6 separate regions of the Mus musculus genome follow, and regions 2, 3, 4, 5 and 6 are each linked to region 1. The links are chromatin contacts, called in public Hi-C, HiChIP or PLAC-seq and promoter capture Hi-C maps. All regions are on one chromosome and are shown on one strand. Each heading gives the region's core, a stretch centred on a gene start, on an enhancer-like site or on the middle of the called end of the contact. The rest is flanking DNA. Distances are from core to core; before and after follow the strand shown. Region 1 holds the start of Casc3 (cancer susceptibility candidate 3). Region 2 holds the start of Gast (gastrin). Region 3 holds the start of Mrpl45 (mitochondrial ribosomal protein L45). Region 4 holds the start of Mllt6 (myeloid/lymphoid or mixed-lineage leukemia; translocated to, 6). Region 5 holds the start of Psmb3 (proteasome (prosome, macropain) subunit, beta type 3). Region 6 holds the start of Lasp1 (LIM and SH3 protein 1).

Evidence for each region. Promoter capture Hi-C pulls out the DNA fragments that hold promoters and counts their contacts. A called contact is a pair of places that touch in the nucleus more often than the background predicts. HiChIP or PLAC-seq counts read pairs in DNA pulled down with a chosen protein or histone mark. Capture Hi-C pulls out chosen DNA fragments and counts their contacts.
Region 2: a promoter capture Hi-C map of second pharyngeal arch cranial neural crest shows a contact between it and region 1, with 5 times the contacts expected there. The contact joins the promoter of Gast here to the promoter of Casc3 in region 1. A contact is called at or near these places in 7 of 39 promoter capture datasets (the 3T3-L1 cell line, cranial neural crest, embryonic stem cells and 3 more), 1 of 484 Hi-C or Micro-C datasets (the N1E-115 cell line) and 6 of 115 datasets of contacts at active chromatin or transcription factors (embryonic forebrain, embryonic stem cells, forebrain and 2 more).
Region 3: a Hi-C map of B cells shows a contact between it and region 1, with 6 read pairs. The contact joins the promoter of Mrpl45 here to the promoter of Casc3 in region 1. A contact is called at or near these places in 2 of 39 promoter capture datasets (liver and pre-B cells) and 1 of 484 Hi-C or Micro-C datasets (B cells).
Region 4: a promoter capture Hi-C map of pre-B cells shows a contact between it and region 1, with 3 times the contacts expected there. The contact joins the promoter of Mllt6 here to the promoter of Casc3 in region 1. A contact is called at or near these places in 2 of 39 promoter capture datasets (hippocampal neurons and pre-B cells).
Region 5: a contact with region 1 is called in a promoter capture Hi-C map of liver, with 2.5 times the contacts expected there. The contact joins the promoter of Psmb3 here to the promoter of Casc3 in region 1. A contact is called at or near these places in 4 of 39 promoter capture datasets (hippocampal neurons, liver and pre-B cells) and 1 of 9 other capture datasets (liver).
Region 6: an H3K27ac HiChIP or PLAC-seq map of microglia shows a contact between it and region 1, with 5 times the contacts expected there. The contact joins the promoter of Lasp1 here to the promoter of Casc3 in region 1. A contact is called at or near these places in 2 of 39 promoter capture datasets (hippocampal neurons and liver) and 1 of 115 datasets of contacts at active chromatin or transcription factors (microglia).

Annotation. Positions count from the first base shown.
Region 1 is chr11:98,808,385-98,811,180 of GRCm38.p6, forward strand. Casc3 (cancer susceptibility candidate 3) reads left to right here and starts at 1,424. Exons shown (of 14, transcript NM_138660.2): 1 at 1,424-1,707; 2 at 2,075-2,102; 3 at 2,514-2,551. The coding sequence starts at 1,480. It overlaps Gm12359 (predicted gene 12359), which reads right to left and starts at 1,705. Exons shown (of 3, transcript NR_033551.1): 1 at 1,292-1,705.
Region 2 is chr11:100,332,966-100,335,761 of GRCm38.p6, forward strand. Gast (gastrin) reads left to right here and starts at 1,442. Exons shown (of 3, transcript NM_010257.4): 1 at 1,442-1,493.
Region 3 is chr11:97,314,293-97,317,088 of GRCm38.p6, forward strand. Mrpl45 (mitochondrial ribosomal protein L45) reads left to right here and starts at 1,424. Exons shown (of 8, transcript NM_025927.4): 1 at 1,424-1,647; 2 at 2,455-2,632. The coding sequence starts at 1,582.
Region 4 is chr11:97,661,985-97,664,780 of GRCm38.p6, forward strand. Mllt6 (myeloid/lymphoid or mixed-lineage leukemia; translocated to, 6) reads left to right here and starts at 1,428. Exons shown (of 20, transcript NM_139311.2): 1 at 1,428-1,696. The coding sequence starts at 1,588.
Region 5 is chr11:97,701,965-97,704,760 of GRCm38.p6, forward strand. Psmb3 (proteasome (prosome, macropain) subunit, beta type 3) reads left to right here and starts at 1,470. Exons shown (of 6, transcript NM_011971.4): 1 at 1,470-1,526; 2 at 1,824-2,008. The coding sequence starts at 1,524. n-TNgtt8 (a tRNA gene) reads right to left here and starts at 558; the gene lies at 485-558. It also overlaps a transcript of Pcgf2 not described here.
Region 6 is chr11:97,798,129-97,800,924 of GRCm38.p6, forward strand. Lasp1 (LIM and SH3 protein 1) reads left to right here and starts at 1,437. Exons shown (of 7, transcript NM_010688.5): 1 at 1,437-1,734. The coding sequence starts at 1,666. It overlaps n-TCgca51 (a tRNA gene), which reads right to left and starts at 849; the gene lies at 778-849.

The DNA of each region.
Region 1 (2,796 bases), core at 174-2,673:
TATCCCAAGCACCCACACAGCCAGGAGAGCCCCAGGTTCAAGATCAGCCTAGCTTCCATGAGACCCTGTCTCAAAAAACAAAAGAAAGTAGGATCCAGAGCAGGATTACAGGTATTGTCCCCTCATAGCCTGCATCTGGGGAGGCTGAAGCTGGTGGGTCCCGAGTGATGAAAAGGCTAGCTTGAGGTCATAGATTTTCTTAAAAAAAAAAAAAAAAAAGAAAAAAGAAAAAAAACATCCCAAGCTGGATTCCGACCAAACAACTAAAGGACAAAGTGGCATGCTATCCTTGTCCTTATTTAGACACTCAACTTGGCAGTCTTGCTGCACCATTTTAGATTGTGATGGATAAGATTCTTATGCCTTTCACACTTATTAAATCATGCATCCTCCATTTTGAGTTCAGGCAGTTGTTTCTGGAGCTGAACTCCATGATACATTTGGCCACCTGTCACCAGTTGAATCAGTCCCTGCAGACAGTCATGATTCCTTGGAGTCTCATACTGTTTATAGATCTGGTAAGCAGTGGGGACCTTTAGCTATTTATGAAAACAGCTCAGAGTCCTCTTAACTCATCTATTTGATGTATATTAACAATATGCAGTAATAAATTAGCTTACAAACTATATGTTGCTGCAAGGTAGTTGTGCTGAGTTTTCTTTCACTGCTGATAAATGCATACCCAAAGCATTCTCTGTAGAGTAACAATGCACCAGGATTTGAAACTAATACCTCGAGACATTGAAGGGGCAGAGAGGGTCCAAAACTAGCCTCTTAACTAGTCAAGGGTGATCCAGCTCTGATGTTTTAAAAGCATAGTAAGACTAGTGTCCTTCCAACCTTCAGTTCTCAAAATGAGATAACTAGGTTAGGAAGACACATGGAGAAAGGAGATTTTGAATACACCCAGGAAACACCGCAATACTAAGTTCTGTCCCCACTGCAGTTTCTCCTTTCCCCTAAATTTAGACTGAGGTGAAGAGCTGGCAACTGACGCAGGACTAAAGGCTTTTTCACCTGGACTCGTGATTTTTAACCATGCGAAGGAATACAGTAAAATGTTCTGTATAGAATTCAGGGGAAAGCGAGCAATGGAAAACGAAAATCATGCAATTGCTCCAACGTCGCACTGGAGCTAGAAGAGCTCGAAACCCTCCCCAAGGAAAGTCCAAGATGGCCGAGCTAAGAACCCGAAGAGGATGCAATAGCCCCGCTCCCAGGCGCCCTCCGCCCGCCGGGGCTAGGGGTGTGGGGGTGTGGGGAAATAAAGCGCTAGGCCACGCCTCCTTACATCACCGACAGACGTCATCTCGCTCTCCAGAAAACGTGCCGCAGGGTGCAGGCCCCGCCCCGCGGAAAGAAGGGCGGCCCTCCCTGGACGTGAAGCACGCTGGGACTCCGGAGTCTCGAGCTTCCCGGCAGCCTCCGCGGCGGGCGTGGTGCGTAAGGAGCTGACCAGCGGTGGCCGTTCTCCGTAAGATGGCGGACCGGCGGCGGCAGCGCGCTTCCCAGGACACGGAGGACGAGGAATCCGGGGCTTCGGGTTCCGACAGCGGCTCTCCGGCGCGGGGCGGCGGCAGCTGCAGCGGGAGCGTCGGAGGCGGCGGCAGTGGCTCGCTGCCTTCTCAGCGCGGCGGCCGCGGCGGGGGCCTTCACCTGCGGCGGGTGGAGAGCGGGGGCGCCAAGAGCGCCGAGGAGTCTGAGTGTGTGAGTGAGCGGCGGGCGGTCCAGGGCGGCGACCCGGCAGGGGGCGGGCTGGAGATGCTGTGAGATGCCGGGCCTCCTCTTAGAGGGAAAGAAAGGTTGTCCCGCTGCGAATCTGCATCCACCCAGAGCCCCGGGGAAGGAGGACTGGGTGGTTTCTGAGCTCAGGGCGTGCAATGTTTACACGGAAACTGGGGCTGGGATGTAGAGAACCGCCATTCTCGATGTGACTTCTGAAGATTTATCTTGCCCCATATTCCTACCCAACCATCTGTGTTGATTCTTCAGTCGTCCCTCACGGTTATCTGCGGGTGGGCTCCCCGCGTCTGGAAATCACCAACTCTAACCTGTGTGATCTTCTTCCTCCCAGGAGAGTGAAGATGGCATGGAAGGAGATGGTGAGTAATTTTACTTTATCTTGAATTCTTGTGGATGTAAATTAAGGCCATGTATATCTTACACTGGGTCTTTCTCGGTTTGTTAGGGGTTTTTGGAGAGCGTTCCCCGGGAGTGGCGTTTGTGTCATGGTGATGATGAGCATGCTTGTTTGGTTTGGTTCCTTTTTGGAAGGTGACAGATTGAGTGCACTGTGGTGACTTAGAATAACACCTGACAACAGCATAGTTTTTCGTCAGTGTGGTCCCAAAGTTCTCCATCTGTCAACAGAAACTATAATTTTATCTGCCCCAGAAAGTTGCTGCGTCCACAAATTAAGTGAGGATGTTTGCCTGGCCCAAAACGAACTGTCAGAAATGTAGTAACAAACGTTTATGTTATTACATATCACATAATTTGTCTTTTCCTTTCAGCTGTTCTTTCCGATTATGAAAGTGCAGAAGATTCAGAAGTGAGTGTGATAGATTCTTTTTCCTTATGGCGTAAGTCAGAAAATGTCTCTTTAAAAAAACCTCTAGCTGTGTGGTACAAAAATTCCCTGACTTGCTTCTCTTATACATTCTTCTCGTGTGCTTTTAAAAGTCTGTTAGAAGTCTGGTGATGGTGGCACATGTCTTTAATTCCAGCCTTGCCCGGTTAATGACTGCAACTTGAAGCCACACCTCTTGAAGGGACAGGTTACACTTAGTTGATTTA
Region 2 (2,796 bases), core at 192-2,691, 1.5 Mb after region 1:
GCCGGGGGCATAACCTGATCCACAGGCAGAAATCAACCTAGCTCTCTGGAAAGCTTGTAATTTCCTGTTACCATAGCAACACCAGCATCTCCATCCCCCCCAGGACGTGAGAAGAGCTGCTCTTACCATGTCCTTCCTCCCAACCCCCTCCAATACCTTCTATCTCTGAGATTTTTGTGTTTCAATTAATTACTGTCAATGCCTGTACTGCGTTTTGTCTCCTCCTCCTCCTCCTCTTCTTCTTCTTTTTATTTTTATTTTTTTCTTATTCCATCTGCTGAGTCACCGTGTCCTGCTCTGTATTAGAGTGGTTATTCACTAGAACATTTGGGTGCTGGTTGCCATGGCCACAGTGCAGCCTGCATCCTTCATCACCTGTTAATTCTCAGCAAGGCTGGTTGCGAGCGTGGGTACCACTGCCCTTATACAAGACCCAAGGGACATCAAAGCTCCTCAAGACAGGAAAGGGGGCCCAATGACGCATACATGAGAGCAAATGTCTCATCTCAGTTATGGAAAAAAAAGTCTAGAGATTGTTATAACCTTGCAAACCACATTCAGGTGGAAGTTTATCAAATAAACCAAGAAATGTATCATTTTTCTTTCCCGGTACATCTTTGAAAAAATGCCTTCGTTCACTAACCACTTTAAGATGTAATTTTTTTGTTGCAATGTTATGAATTCTTTATGCAAATCACAACCTACCCCTGAAAGCAACATGGAAGAGTCTTGAAACACAAGGTCCTCAAGGAACTGGCTCCCAGTAGGGGGCTGGCTAGAGGTCTGATTAGGTGCAAACCCAAGGAGTGGGTCCAAGAGTGTTGGGCAGATCCCGCCCAACATAGAGGGCATAGACAAGAGATGCTGAGGGTTTTCCATGGTAACAGGAGCATAAAAGGGTTCCAAGGCAACCAACATGAGAATCTCAACAGAAAGAGCAAGCCCATCAGCCCATGGCCCATTGCTCCTGATAACTATGACAATGATATCCTGTTTGCAAAGCCCAATGGAGGGGACAGGGATCAATAAGTCAGCCTACATGCATACACTACCTGTTCATCAAACATCAACATATGCGCACATTGGTCATTTGATTCTCATTCATTCTCTCCCTTCCCTCTCCTCTCAGCCCCGCCCCATGGGATGTAGTCCAATAGAAGACTAGGAAGCCGATGGCCCAAGGCATACAGTAGAATGAGCTGCTCTGGAGCCCAGGGAATCTGTCTCCTGTCTGTCTCCTCCCTGTTTCAGCCCTTCCCTTTCCCCATATTCTGAATAAATAACTAATTGATTGACAGCTCTGTGACAGGGTGGGGCAGAGTGACAGGTTGAACCTACATTCCAGGCCCATTTCTCTTGCTGTGGGGAGTCTGGCCTCACCTGGAAGGAGGGTTTGGGAGGAACCTCGAGGGCTTTATAAGGCAGACCTGGAGCAGCGCACAGAGCAGAGCTGACCCAGCGCCACAACAGCCAACTATTCCCCAGCTCTGTGGGTGAGAAATTGGGAAGGGAAAAGAGGGAAAGGGAGGGGAGGGAAGGGACAGCAAGGATGAGAATTGACAAGCCCCCTGCCTTTAGAGGCTCCAGGCCATGGTGTCTCCAGAGATGGGGTCCCTTGCTTGGCCCAGAGTGGAAGGAACTGAGTCGCAGTTCTAAGGCCACACTGTTGTCCGTGATTCCCGCCTGCCTTTCTGCTTCACTTAGAACCCAGCCATGATCCTGGGGCTCCTGCCAGCCAGGGAGATGAGCAAGTGAGGGCCTATCCCCCATTGCTAAGATGAGAAAACTGAAGTCTAGAAGACAGGACGTGCTAAGACTGGAACTCACAGCTCTGGGTCCCGTCGCAAGCCCTTTCCTAGGCCAGTGCTACCTAAAAGAAAATTCTGCAATAATGAGAATGCTTTAAATCCGCACTTTCCTATATAGCAGCCATTAGCCACAGGAGTACTTATCATGTGGCTAGTTCAAAGGTGGAAAAATTGTATAGCAATTCATTCAAATGTAAGGAGACACAAATAACTAGTGACTGCCATATTTATCAAGCTGTATGGCTCATATTGGACAGAACAATTGTCTATAGCATTGATTTTTTCCCCCTTTTCATTCATTCTTTCTTTTTGGAAGGGTATCACTCTAGCCCTGGTTTGCCTAGCACTCACAGAACCTTGAGAGTGAGGCAATCCTGCCTCAGCCTCCCAAGTACTGAGACAGAAACAGGAGCCAGCAAGTCCAGCTGCGATTTTCAACATTTCTTTATTAGCCACAAATATTTCTCTCCCTCAGAACATCTCATTTGAGAATTTTGTCATAAGAAGCTAATATTTTTAAGGTTTTTTTTTGGTTGTTGTTGTTTGGTTGTTTTTTGTTTTTTTGTTTTTTTCAAGATAGGGTTTCTCTAGTACCACCCTGCCTGTCCTGCAACTAGCTCTATATAGAGACCAGTAGAGACCAGGCTGGCCTTGAACTCAGAGATCCGCCTGCCTCTGCTTCCTGAGTGTTGGGTTTGAAAGCATGTGCCAACACTCACAGCCTCTAATATATTTTTTTTTTAGTTTTTCGAGACAGGGTTTCTCTGTAAGACCCTGGCTGTCCTGGAACTCACTTTGTAGACCAGGCTGGCCTCGAACTCAGAAATCTGCCTGCCTCTGCCTCCTGAGTGCTGGGATTAAAGGCATGCGCCACTATGCCTGGCGTTTTTGTTTTTGTTTTTTTCTAATATCTTTTAATACACATTTTTCTTACGGGGGAAAGTTAAAAAAAAAAAAAAGCAAAAACAAAAACAAAACAGAAAATATC
Region 3 (2,796 bases), core at 174-2,673, 1.5 Mb before region 1:
ATCCCCTAGAATTGGATTTACAGGGGCATATGCGTCACCATGTGGATGCTGGGACCCGAACTTGGGTCCTCTGCCAGAGCAGCAAGGACTCTTTTTTTTTTTTTTTTTTAAGATTTATTTATTTAATGTAAGTACACTGTAGCTGTCCTCAGACACTCCAGAAAAGGGAGTCAGATCTTGTTACGGATGGTTGTGAGCCACCATGTGGTTGCTGGGATTTGAACTCCTGACCTTCAGAAGAGCAGTCGGGTGCTCTTACCCACTGAGCCATCTCACCAGCCCAGCAAGGACTCTTAACACCTGAGCCATCTCTATAGTTTCTATTTTCTTTTTTAGTTTTTGTTTGTTTGTATTTTTCTGAGGGAGGGTTTTCTCTGTGTAGCCCTGGCTGTCCTGGAACTCTCTTTGTAGACCAGGCTGGCCTCGAACTCAGAAATCTGCCTGTCTCTGCCTCCCGAGTGCTGGGACTAAAGGGGTGCGCCACCATGCCTCAAATTTTCCAAAACAGCTAATCAAAAGTAACAGTGACCACCTAAGAATCCATCTCAGAGTGAACCAAATCATATTAGGTACTGATAGGGAATTAGCTTGCAGTAGCCGAGAAACTGAGCAGAGGCCAGGCAGACATGGGTTAGGATGTGTTACATAGTCTGTGTGGCTCCAGGATGACCTGGTTATCACACTGGGATTCCTTTAACCACTGAATGTGAAGCGATTTTGGAGTTGTTAAACTCTATGTACCTGACTCTCAGTTCTGCCAATTATTTGTTTAAATTTGAATTACATATTTAGTATCTCTGGCCCAACCATATATGTAAAAGCAGGAATATTTATTGCTTGTGGTGAGGATTAAGTTGATATATGTAAAATGCTTAAATTGCCAGGCGCCTAGTAAACAATTTTGAAATACCAGTTATTACCAAATTTGGTAAGTGGTATTTTTGGAAATGATATGTTTTGGGAAATGACAGATTCTTGTTAACCCACGTGCCTTTTGCTTTTCAGTAATCACAGCGGTCAGCTTCCCTAACGGAAAGGTATGAAAGAATTTTCACATAGAAAACTAGGTTGGTTAAAGGTTTAAGGTTATACTGCATTTTGAGGTCAGAAACACACCCAGAAACTATCATTTTCGCCCTAAATACCTCCAGTGAATTCCTTGTAATGAAAGAAAACACTTATCTTAAAGGCTTCTGATTTCAGAGGGAAGCACTTTTTCGTTTTTTTCACCGATTGTAAATAAGGTGTAACAATGTGTTAAGGAACCAGGAATGCAGCAACCAGAGTCCCACAGAAGCCTCCTGCGCAGGCGCAGCTGGCTCTCCCCGTCTCCGACTGGCGCGTGACAGCCGTGCGGTTTACCCTACTTCCAAAGTGGTTTCATTGCGCACGCGCGAACCCACTGCGCGTGCCCGCGCGCCCCTCCCCTGGAGAGCGTGCGCGTGCGCGCGACTCACCTTTCGGCCTGGGGCGCGCGCCCTGGAAAATTCCACTCCCCAGCTCGCTCCGCCCTCTGCGCCTTTTCTCCGGCTCGGTGATCTGCGGCTAGGCTAGCATCCCGGCGGCCTTTGCGCGAGCAAAATGGCGGCCCCCGTACCTCGGGGCTTGTCCTCCTTATACAGGACTTTGGGATGGTGGTCTCGGCAGGTGGGTAGAAATGAAGCGAATGAAATTTTTAGGGACACAAAGAGGAGGATAGAGTAGAGGGGAATAATCATGCTGTGGGCGTTGCTGAGTTTGGACCATACGAGTCAGACTTCATCTGGAGAAGAATTTGAGGTGTATGCGATCCCCTCTAGACAAGTCTCTCTAGACAGCCTAGACGAGGCTGAGCATTAAGCTTCTTTACGTTAATTCTAGTCTTTGGAGAGAAGATGTTAAAAAGGAAAGTAATGGCTTGGAAGATGAACCAGCTCTTTTACATTCTTAAAAAATTTTTTTTTGAAAAGGATAGGAGTTTTGTCTTATCCTAGAGGGAAAAGGTCACCTGACTTCGTAAAAGTTTATTGGTCAGTTAGGAGCTAGAAGCAATTTGCTTCTGAAAAAGCAAAACAGAAGTGTGGGGGAAATGCCAGGGAGATCTTGTTTAATGCTTTAGTAATAGCATTCCACTCTTTTCAGAAATGGGTTAAGTGAGGTTTACAATTAAACTGAAAGTTCTTTGGCACTAGGACCTCTGCTTTAATCATCTCTGTATACAGTAGTACTGCAGAATGTATTAAAGGAAAGTTTTTACTGTTGATTGATGTGAATACAGGTTATTAATTGGCTTGTGGCAAAAGCCATCCCTAGGTGTTCAAAAAGTAATATCGTTTCTCCATAATAGTCATTTCATAACTCCTGAAGCATTCTTTAATGGGATGTCTTTCTATAAGACTTTGCAAACAGTTTGCTCAAGATAGATTTATCCTTTCCAAATCACCTATACGCTAACTTTTTTTTTTCATCTCCCAGCCCATTCTGGTGACTCAGTCCACAACTGTAGTTCAAGTTAAAACCAAAAGCCGTTTTAGACCCCCAACTCCTGAACCCAAGTACAAAACAGAGAAGGAGTTTTTGGAGTATGCCAGGAAAGCGGGATTGGTCATTCCACAGGAACGGTTGGAGCGCCCTATACATTTGGCCTGTACAGGTAAGGAACTATTTCTGGGATCCTGGTTCAGTTCTCTATTGTCAGAGGTCTGGTGTATGCTTTAGACTCTGATTGATAGCAATAAATTAACCACTAAGTGGGGCTGGAGATATGACTTAGCGGGTAAGAGTACTGACTGCTCTTCCAGAAGTACTAAGTTCAAT
Region 4 (2,796 bases), core at 178-2,677, 1.1 Mb before region 1:
CCAGCCCGCCATCTCCTCTCCGAGCCCTCTGCCCCTCCCCCCCAGGAAGCGTTCCCGGCCTAGAGGTCTTTGAAGTGTGGATGAAGCCCCCAGGGCTGCCTTCTCCCCTCTGCCACCCAACCTCCCGCTGAGGGGGTATTTGACCTTTGGTCCCTGTGGGGGCGCCGTCTTTCCCCTTGCAAAGAAAAAAGGGGAATCAGATCTCGTCTTTGGGCTTATACCAGTCTGGGGGAAGTCTTGGGTCGCTTTCCATCAAACCCTAGACCCAATTTCGGGGACTTTAATCCTTCGTGGTGCGTTTTTGTACGCTACTGTGATTCTATACCTGCCCAGAAGTCAAGGCGTGATTCTGTTGGCAAGCACTTCCGAGGCAGCTTTACTCACTTTAAAACGCAAGGCACGCCCTGAGGCTAGGGGTGGAGTTACGACTTAGAACAGAGATCTTGAATTAAGGTGGGGTACCTCATTGTACCCCTAAGGTGCCTAGAGACCTTGACATTGAAGACTTCAAAGGGAAGTTCCTGGAGGGCAGGAATACCTCTACTCTGGCGCGCAGCCGACTCTAGCATTCAACAAATTTTTGTGCGGGGCGTGGTGGTGCACGCCTTTACTCTAGCACTTTGGTGGCAGAGGCAGAATTGGGAGTTCAAGGTCATCCTTCACTAAGTGGTGAGTTCGAGGCTAACCGGAGCTACTGGTGATCCTGTCTCAAACTAACAAAAAAGATTTGTAAAGTAAGTAAAAGTTTACACGTGGCATTGTCTACCCTCCAGAGTGACCTCCAGGGACAGCACCCATGAGCTGCCATCCAGAGACACCATTCCCATTCCAAGAACAAGCACGGGTAAATGGTTTAACATCGCTCCAGTTCTTTTTAAGAGCCCTGGTTTTTTTCATCTTCCCTAGATTTCCCTAGGGTTGAAGAACACCCAGAGAAGGGGGATGGGAGACCGGAGACCCAAAGTGTGACACGGAGGGGAGGACTCGGGAACTACCCACCTAGAGTCATAAAGGGAAAAAGAAAAGACGGGGAAAGCTGCACTGAGCGCACGAGCGAAAAGCTCCCTACCAAGCCAGGCTTTGTTCCCTGAACCTAAGACTTTACCCGGCGGCGGGCGGGCCGGGAGCGAGCGAGCGAGCGGAGGCGCGCGGCCATGGCTGCCGCGGCCGGGCAGGGGGGCCGGGGGGGCGGCGCGTGAGCGGGCGGCGCGGGGCGGGCGGGCGCCCGCGATGTGCCACTCGGCGCCTCCCCCGCCGGGCCCTGCTTGCACCGCGGCCGGGCGGCTCTGGTAGCCGGCGAGCGGCGCGGAAGGGGAGCGCGGCGCGCGAGTCTCATTGTTGGGGGGGGGGGGCCCGTCGGGGCATGAGGGCGAGAGCACGGCGGGGGGGGCGGCCAGACAGAGCGAGCGAGGAGGAGGAGGAGGACGCCGAGGAGGAGGAAGGAGGAGGCAAAGAAAAGAAGCGGCGGCGGCGGCGGCGGAGGAGGGGGCGAGGAGGCGCGCGGCCCCCGCTCCCTCCCTCCCCCCCTGACCCCCGACCCCCGCCGGCCGGCCCCCAGCCCCAGCCCCGGAGGGAGCTCATGGGAGTATGAAGGAGATGGTAGGAGGCTGCTGCGTATGTTCGGACGAGAGGGGCTGGGCCGAAAACCCGCTGGTCTACTGCGATGGGCACGCGTGCAGCGTGGCCGTCCACCAAGGTAAGGGGAGGGGGGAGACGGCCGGCGGGGGGGGGGGAGCTGCGGGACCCCGGGGCGGCGCGCGCACGGGGTGCCCTCGGCCGCGCCCTCCGGAGCCCTCCTGGGGCGCCTGCCCCTCCCCCACCCACCTGAAGCGAAAGGCGGCGTGGGCTCCCCCCCATCCCCAGCCTGGTCCTCCAGGACCGGGTCAGGCATTGTTTTCTTGCCTATTGTTCAGTCCCGCGCCCCCCACCCCAAGTTGAAGGAGTTTTGGGGAGAGTCCAGGGCGCAAGGAGTGAACTCCCTGAGCCCCGCACCGCCGGTGTCAGGGCTGTCCCGGGAATGTTTACCTGCGAGGTAACCCCCCCTCCCGCCCGGTTTATTTTGGTTCCCGCTCCGGGAGGAAGAGGTCAAGGGGGGGTCATCCCCCTTCGCTTCCGGATACTGGGAGGAGCGGAATTGGGAAGGGAGGAGAAGGGTCCCACGGGAGAAGGGATCCTGAAACCCTCCGGGGAAGAGCTGAGGCTGGGAGAGCGGTTTTACAGGGGGCCGGAATGGAGGAGAGAGAGGTTTGGAGTTTCCCCCTGCCGCCGCACATGGTTCGGGAGTTAACTCCTTAAGGAATCTTGCCGAGGGCGCAGGCTGGCATCTCCGCCTGTCTGGCACAGGCAACCACCACCACCCCCCTTCCCAAGACAACCCTTAATGCTGTGGCTGCGGGCCTTTCCCGCCACTCTCCTCTGGGTACCTGCCCCGCACCTGCCCTCTGTTTTCACTTTTGACCTGTACGTGTGACAGAGGCAGAAGATGAGGTCCTTGAACCCCCGACTTCCTTGGCTTATCCCTTACTGGCCCTTTAAGAAGCACCCCCCCTCCCCTCATAACAACAAAACGTGTTACAATCATGACTATTTCTTGTTCTGGTGCCTAGGGGACTGGTCAGGGCAGAGGCGGCGGGGGGGGGGGGGGGGGAGGGGGAGGAATTCAGGTCCAGAAAAAAGGGAGAGGGGTGGGATGAGAATGGAGGATCTTTGGAAGTTTAAGGTCAAGGACTCTGTCAGACTTTTTGCCCCTGTTTGAAATGCTTGGTTGTGTGATTGAAGGCTGGCTCTATGCGGTTG
Region 5 (2,796 bases), core at 220-2,719, 1.1 Mb before region 1:
TCCCCATCTTCCGCACTGTCTACTTAGGCCCCCTCATGGTATGCCTTTCTCTGTAGATCACAGCTAGGTTCTTCCTCCTTCCACTCTTTTATCCCTCACTTTGTTCCTGTGGTTTTTTTCCTGACTGTTTCCATCCACCGGGACAGATTTCCTCTTTCAAGTTGCTATCGTCCACTGATGCAGACAATGGGAAGCTGTCCAACCTCCGCAGCAAAATTTATTCTTAATCCAAGGAAAATTGCATTGTTAAACATGGCAGTGAGACAGAAACTTGGCTTTGCCTTTCTGTCATCCTGATTGGGAGAAAGAATAGTGAGAGGTGGTGAGGAGACGTTAGGGATAGATCCATTCACTGACCATAGACGGATTTCTAAATACAGTGACCATCTGGGTTGGTGTATCACAATTATTGCTTCTGGTACCTCGGTACCGAATGTGGCTTTGGAGCATTTGCGATTTAAAAAAAAAAAAAAAAGGCCGAGACCGTCCCTGGGTGGGCTCGAACCACCAACCTTTCGGTTAACAGCCGAACGCGCTAACCGATTGCGCCACAGAGACGGTGACAGTTGTTTGTGAGGCAGAGAGCCGAGTCAATAGTACTGAGCCGATATGGCGCAAGACCAGTCACGACGCAAGCAGTTACAGTAGCTTAGAAACCCAGCGGAACAAAATCTGATCTCGAAGAACAGCGAATCGAGGCTGTGGCGGAGGGAACAGTGGTTGTGCAAGGGAAGGGAAAGCAAGGGATGCACACGTCCCACCTGGGCTGCCCTGGAGCCGTTGGCCCAGGCTATCCTCGGTCAGTGTCTAGGATGTGGCACAGAACGTTCCTTTGTAGAGTGAACAGAGACTTAGGGCTACGTCTGTCGGCCAGCAGGGATTGGGAGTGAGAGACTCCAAACGCTGAACAACCTGTAGCTCACTCCCGTAAAACAAAACAAAAGCTCCATTCTGGAACTAAACCCTCCTAGCACGAACCCTCGGCACGATCTTCCCATTCTGCAAAGAATGGGCGCCTTCGGTATACTCGGTGCCGATAGGTTAATTGGCGCCTGCAAAAATCCCGGTGAACAGTAAGGATTTGTGAATGAACACTGGAAGTCGGGTAGCTTGAGTAAAATGCCTAACTCCTGCAGCACCACGGTAAGCGCCAGCTTACCTACTCTGCTTACAGCACCAGCCCCACAAGGCCTGTCCCAAGCCCACGTGTTGCAAACTCCGCCCCTAAACGGGATGGCCCGAACTCCAGGTCCGCCAAGATCCCAACATGCCCCGGACCGTAGGCTCTTCCGCACTCACAGTGACTTTTCACTTTCCGCTTTCCATACCTCCGTTTTGGTGTCTCAACCAAACTATGCATATTTGTGACTGACGGCATGAGTGTCCAATAGAAAGCTGAACTAGTCAATCCGAGTCGGCCCGCCAGCCAATGGGGAGGATTCGGCAAGAGCGTTGACCCTGAGAAAGCCAGAGCCGGTTTGCAGGCAACGCTGTGGGGATCGGGCTTCCACTCCAGCGCAATCATGGTGAGATCGGGGAGTAAGGAAAGGAGTCTGGGATGGGAACTGAAAGCAAGGACGAGTAGTGCTTGGGTTCGGGACGGGGAGAGCCTGGTGGTCAGTAGAATGCACATGGGAGTACCGTGCAGATGAGTGCGGTTCCTGGGTGCCCCACCGGGCCCATCTCAGGGCTGGAGCTCCTGGCGTCCTGGCTCCTCCGGAGTGGAGGGCACGGGTATATGAGCTTTGGGGACCAGAACTGATGTGAAGGTTATGGTCCCACTTAGCTCCACGAACTGAGCCCCTTGATTTGTTTGTCCCCAGTCTATTATGTCCTATAATGGAGGGGCCGTCATGGCCATGAAGGGAAAGAACTGTGTGGCCATCGCTGCAGACAGACGTTTCGGGATCCAGGCCCAGATGGTGACCACGGACTTCCAGAAGATCTTTCCCATGGGTGACAGGCTCTACATAGGCCTGGCCGGCCTGGCCACTGACGTCCAGACAGTGTAAGTGTCTCCAGCCCCACCTTCACCCAGGTTTCTTCGTTGAGCAGCCCGATATCAGCCATCTGCCAAAAGCCACGATTGAGTGTGAGACTCAGCTGAACACCACAGCGTTACGGAGATGGGTCCTAACCTATGTTTTTCTGGCATTACCTTGTGCTCTGCTCTTTGTGAAGAAGCATTTTTGTTAGGGAGTCCCTTAATCACCGTCTTAATATTACTGGCGAGCCGTCTCATTCTGCAATTGAAAAAAAAATTGAGACCTTCCTTCAAGATGCACAGTAATGAACGTCAGCCAGAATCCTACTGTAGGTCTTTCTAAAGACCGTGGGCACTCGCTAAACCAGTAGGCGGCTGGCAAAGCAGACATACCGAACGATAACTAACCATGATGAGCTGTTGGGTTTTAACTGCCCACTTTACTTACCTAGTTGACAGTGCTTATGTGATTTGAGTGATGGGAGGGTCTGAGAGGGGAAACGGGTTGTCTGTGATGGCCCCAGTGTGCTGGTTCTGATCGCTGTGGTTGGTGGTGGGAACTTTAAAAACACAATTCATTGATTATTATTTTACGTGTATGTGTGTCTGTGCACCACATGTGTGCAGTGACTGCAGAGGCTAGAAGAGATTGTTGGACAACCTTCCCCCCCAGCAACCCTCATGACCCAGCTTGAATTACAGGTGGTTGTGAGCCACCATGTGGGTGCTGGGGATAGAAAGCTGGAAGAGCAGTCAGTGCTCTTCATGCCTGAGCCATCTCTCCAGCCTCTACATTTATTATTATTATTATT
Region 6 (2,796 bases), core at 187-2,686, 1.0 Mb before region 1:
GCTAGATACCTGTCCCCTGTTGAGGATTTGAAACTTGATAGCGTTGTGGTAATAATATTCTGGTGATCCTCAAAGAGCGGTCCTTGCGTCCTTGAATGATTTACCTGACAAATCCGCCAAAGAGCTAACTGCCAAGGCCTTCCTCAGCATCTACACAATCGGAAACTGGGGACGTTTTAATGAGCCCCCCCCTCCCCCAGGTCACTCTAGAGCACGCACAAGTTGTGAAAACCACTGCATTCATTTATATTACTTGGCTTTGGGGTCTTGTTCTTTTGCAGTGAAGGGAGCTGACGAGTGCTCCTCCCGGTTTCACGGTCTCGGAGCGCTTTTACTCGGTCCACGTCACCAAGTCACAATGAAACGTGAGGATATAGAATAATAAGGATCATAGAATGAAACGAAAAAGGGAAAGGAAAGCTTAGGTTGGAGAAGGGCTATGTCCGCAAGTTTCCCTTTTTTGATTGACCCTTGACCCTCAACGGACACACACCGTCAACCTGGGGAGTGACCTTGGCTTCCGAACCCAAAGTGTGGAACAATCCAATTCAAATTCACAAGCATACCATGGGCAGAAATCTCCAGGACTCTGGCGCCAATCAAATAAAGTCGTGCAACTTCTGCTTGGTACGAGGCAAAACGAAGGCTTTTCTGCTCAGATTTAAAAGGAGGAGTGGCCTTTATCTTTTTACCTGTTTTAATGACCCAGGGTCGAATCAAGATCATACTTGTATTGAAACGTATTTTTATTGTCATTGAAGAGAGGAAAAGACTCTGAGGGGGCACCCGGATTTGAACCAGGGACCTCTTGATCTGCAGTCAAATGCTCTACCACTGAGCTATACCCCCGCACCGACGCGCAGCTTGAAGCAATCTCTTTTCAGTCTTAAGATGCTGTCGCAGCTGCTACACAGGTAGAATAGGGGCAAGAGAAAAGAATGGAAGAGCAAAGGCGGCCAAGCTGAAAGCAGAGGATGCCTGAATCCGAAGAATCCATGGGAAAGCTGCAGCGCAGAGGGGCGGGGAGGGTGAACGTACGGAGGTGCTGAGTCCAAAGGGAAAGGGACAGGTACCTATGTGGGAGAGGATGTGGGCGGGAAGGGAACTAGCTGGGGGGCGGGGCGGGGCAAGGGGTGGTTTCCCCGCAGGTTGATGCTGGGGACCCACGGGTTTAAGGAAAGTCCCCCAGTCTAGAGAATCTGTACTATCCCCACCATCGTCGGGTGCGTGGGGTTGCCCCCTCTCATGGGAAATCGGGCTCTGCCACACTCGCGTCTGTTTCTCCAGCGCGGGAAGGGCCATGGCCCGGGCCCGTCCTCGGTCGCGGAGCCCAGGGGCACGTGCACCCCGAGAGCTCAGGGGCTCCTGCACTCCCGTCCCGCAGTCCTCCCTGGAACCCGCCCCCACGCAGCCCCACGTCGCCCGGGGAGCGCGCCTGGTCGCGCGCGCCTCTTTCCGCGCCCGAGGCGCGTCCCCGCCCTAGCCAGTGCAGCCCCTCCTCCCCACTGTGTTTATTAGGGGAAGGAGGGCGGAGGCGGAGGCCAGTTCCCCAGTTCCAGTCGCCGTCGCCTGCACAGTTGCAGCCGCCGCCTCCCACCAGCTCGCCCAAGGAAAAGGGAACGCGCGCGAATACGGGCGTCCCCGCCCCAGTCTTTCCCCGGAACCATGAACCCTAACTGTGCCCGGTGCGGCAAGATCGTGTACCCCACGGAGAAGGTGAACTGTCTGGATAAGGTGAGCTCGGGTACCGGGCGCTGCGAGCTAGCCAGTGCTAGTGCAGCTCTCCATCAGGGGAGGAAAGAGGGGCCGGGTCTTTGCGGGCTCTTCCCTGCGCTCCCCAGAGCAGGTAAGGAAGGCGGGAGGCGACTTGGGGTGTGGGGACAGACCCCAGTCTGGAACCTGGGAGGTCCAAGGCGAGGTGGTGAGCAGCCACCGCTGGAGATGGGTGGCCTCTGTGCATCGAGGTTAGGAGGGCTGGAAGGAAGGGCGGAAGAGCACCAGGGAACCGGGTTCCCCGGGTGTGTGCAGGAGGTTAGAGGTGCAGTCCCGCCCCCCGGGCCGGGAGTGAGAGGGGAGACGGCCGCTCCCTTTCCCCGCGGCGGCCAGCGCCAAGTAGGCGGAAGCGCGGGGCGCTGGGGGGAGGGGGCGGCGGGGGCGGGGCGGAGGCTGGGGCCGGCGCTACCCGCCCGGCTTGGGCTGCCGGTAGCCTGGCTTCCTGGCTTGGAAGCTGCGTCGGGTCCTTCGTCCAGCGAGTGTCAATTGTGGTGAAAGGGATTTAGGGGCAGCGCCGGAATCTCACTGCGAGACCCCCTCTTTTTGAACGACCTGCTGGTCCCCTCCTTGCTTTTTTTGTGGTTGGGGAACCCGCAGACCTCCTTCATAGCTTCCCCAACCCCCAATTCAAATTGCAAGCCACTCCGGGTGATCGGCTGCCCAGTCGGAGCTGGGCGGGGTAGGGAGTGGGGAGGACGCTTCTTGGAGATCTGAAATTGTGCTCAGCCTGGAGACCAGCTTAGAGAACAAAGAGCTAACTTTTCAGAGCTGTTTTCTCCGATGGAGGGTGGGATTGGCCGAGTTCTGAGGAAGCAGACGAAAAGGAGTTTTTTAAGAGGAGGGGGGTAGCCTTCTGGAAATCAGCTGGCCCCTAGGGGCTCTTACGCATCCCCCGGCCCAGGCTGGACCCGATCATCTGTTTGCCATTACACTTTTGCAAGGGGGACTGAAGGGTAGATCTGGGTGTTTCCGGTACAGTTTGAGATGGGACCCTTCTGCCTTGTTCTGAACCCCATAAAGTCT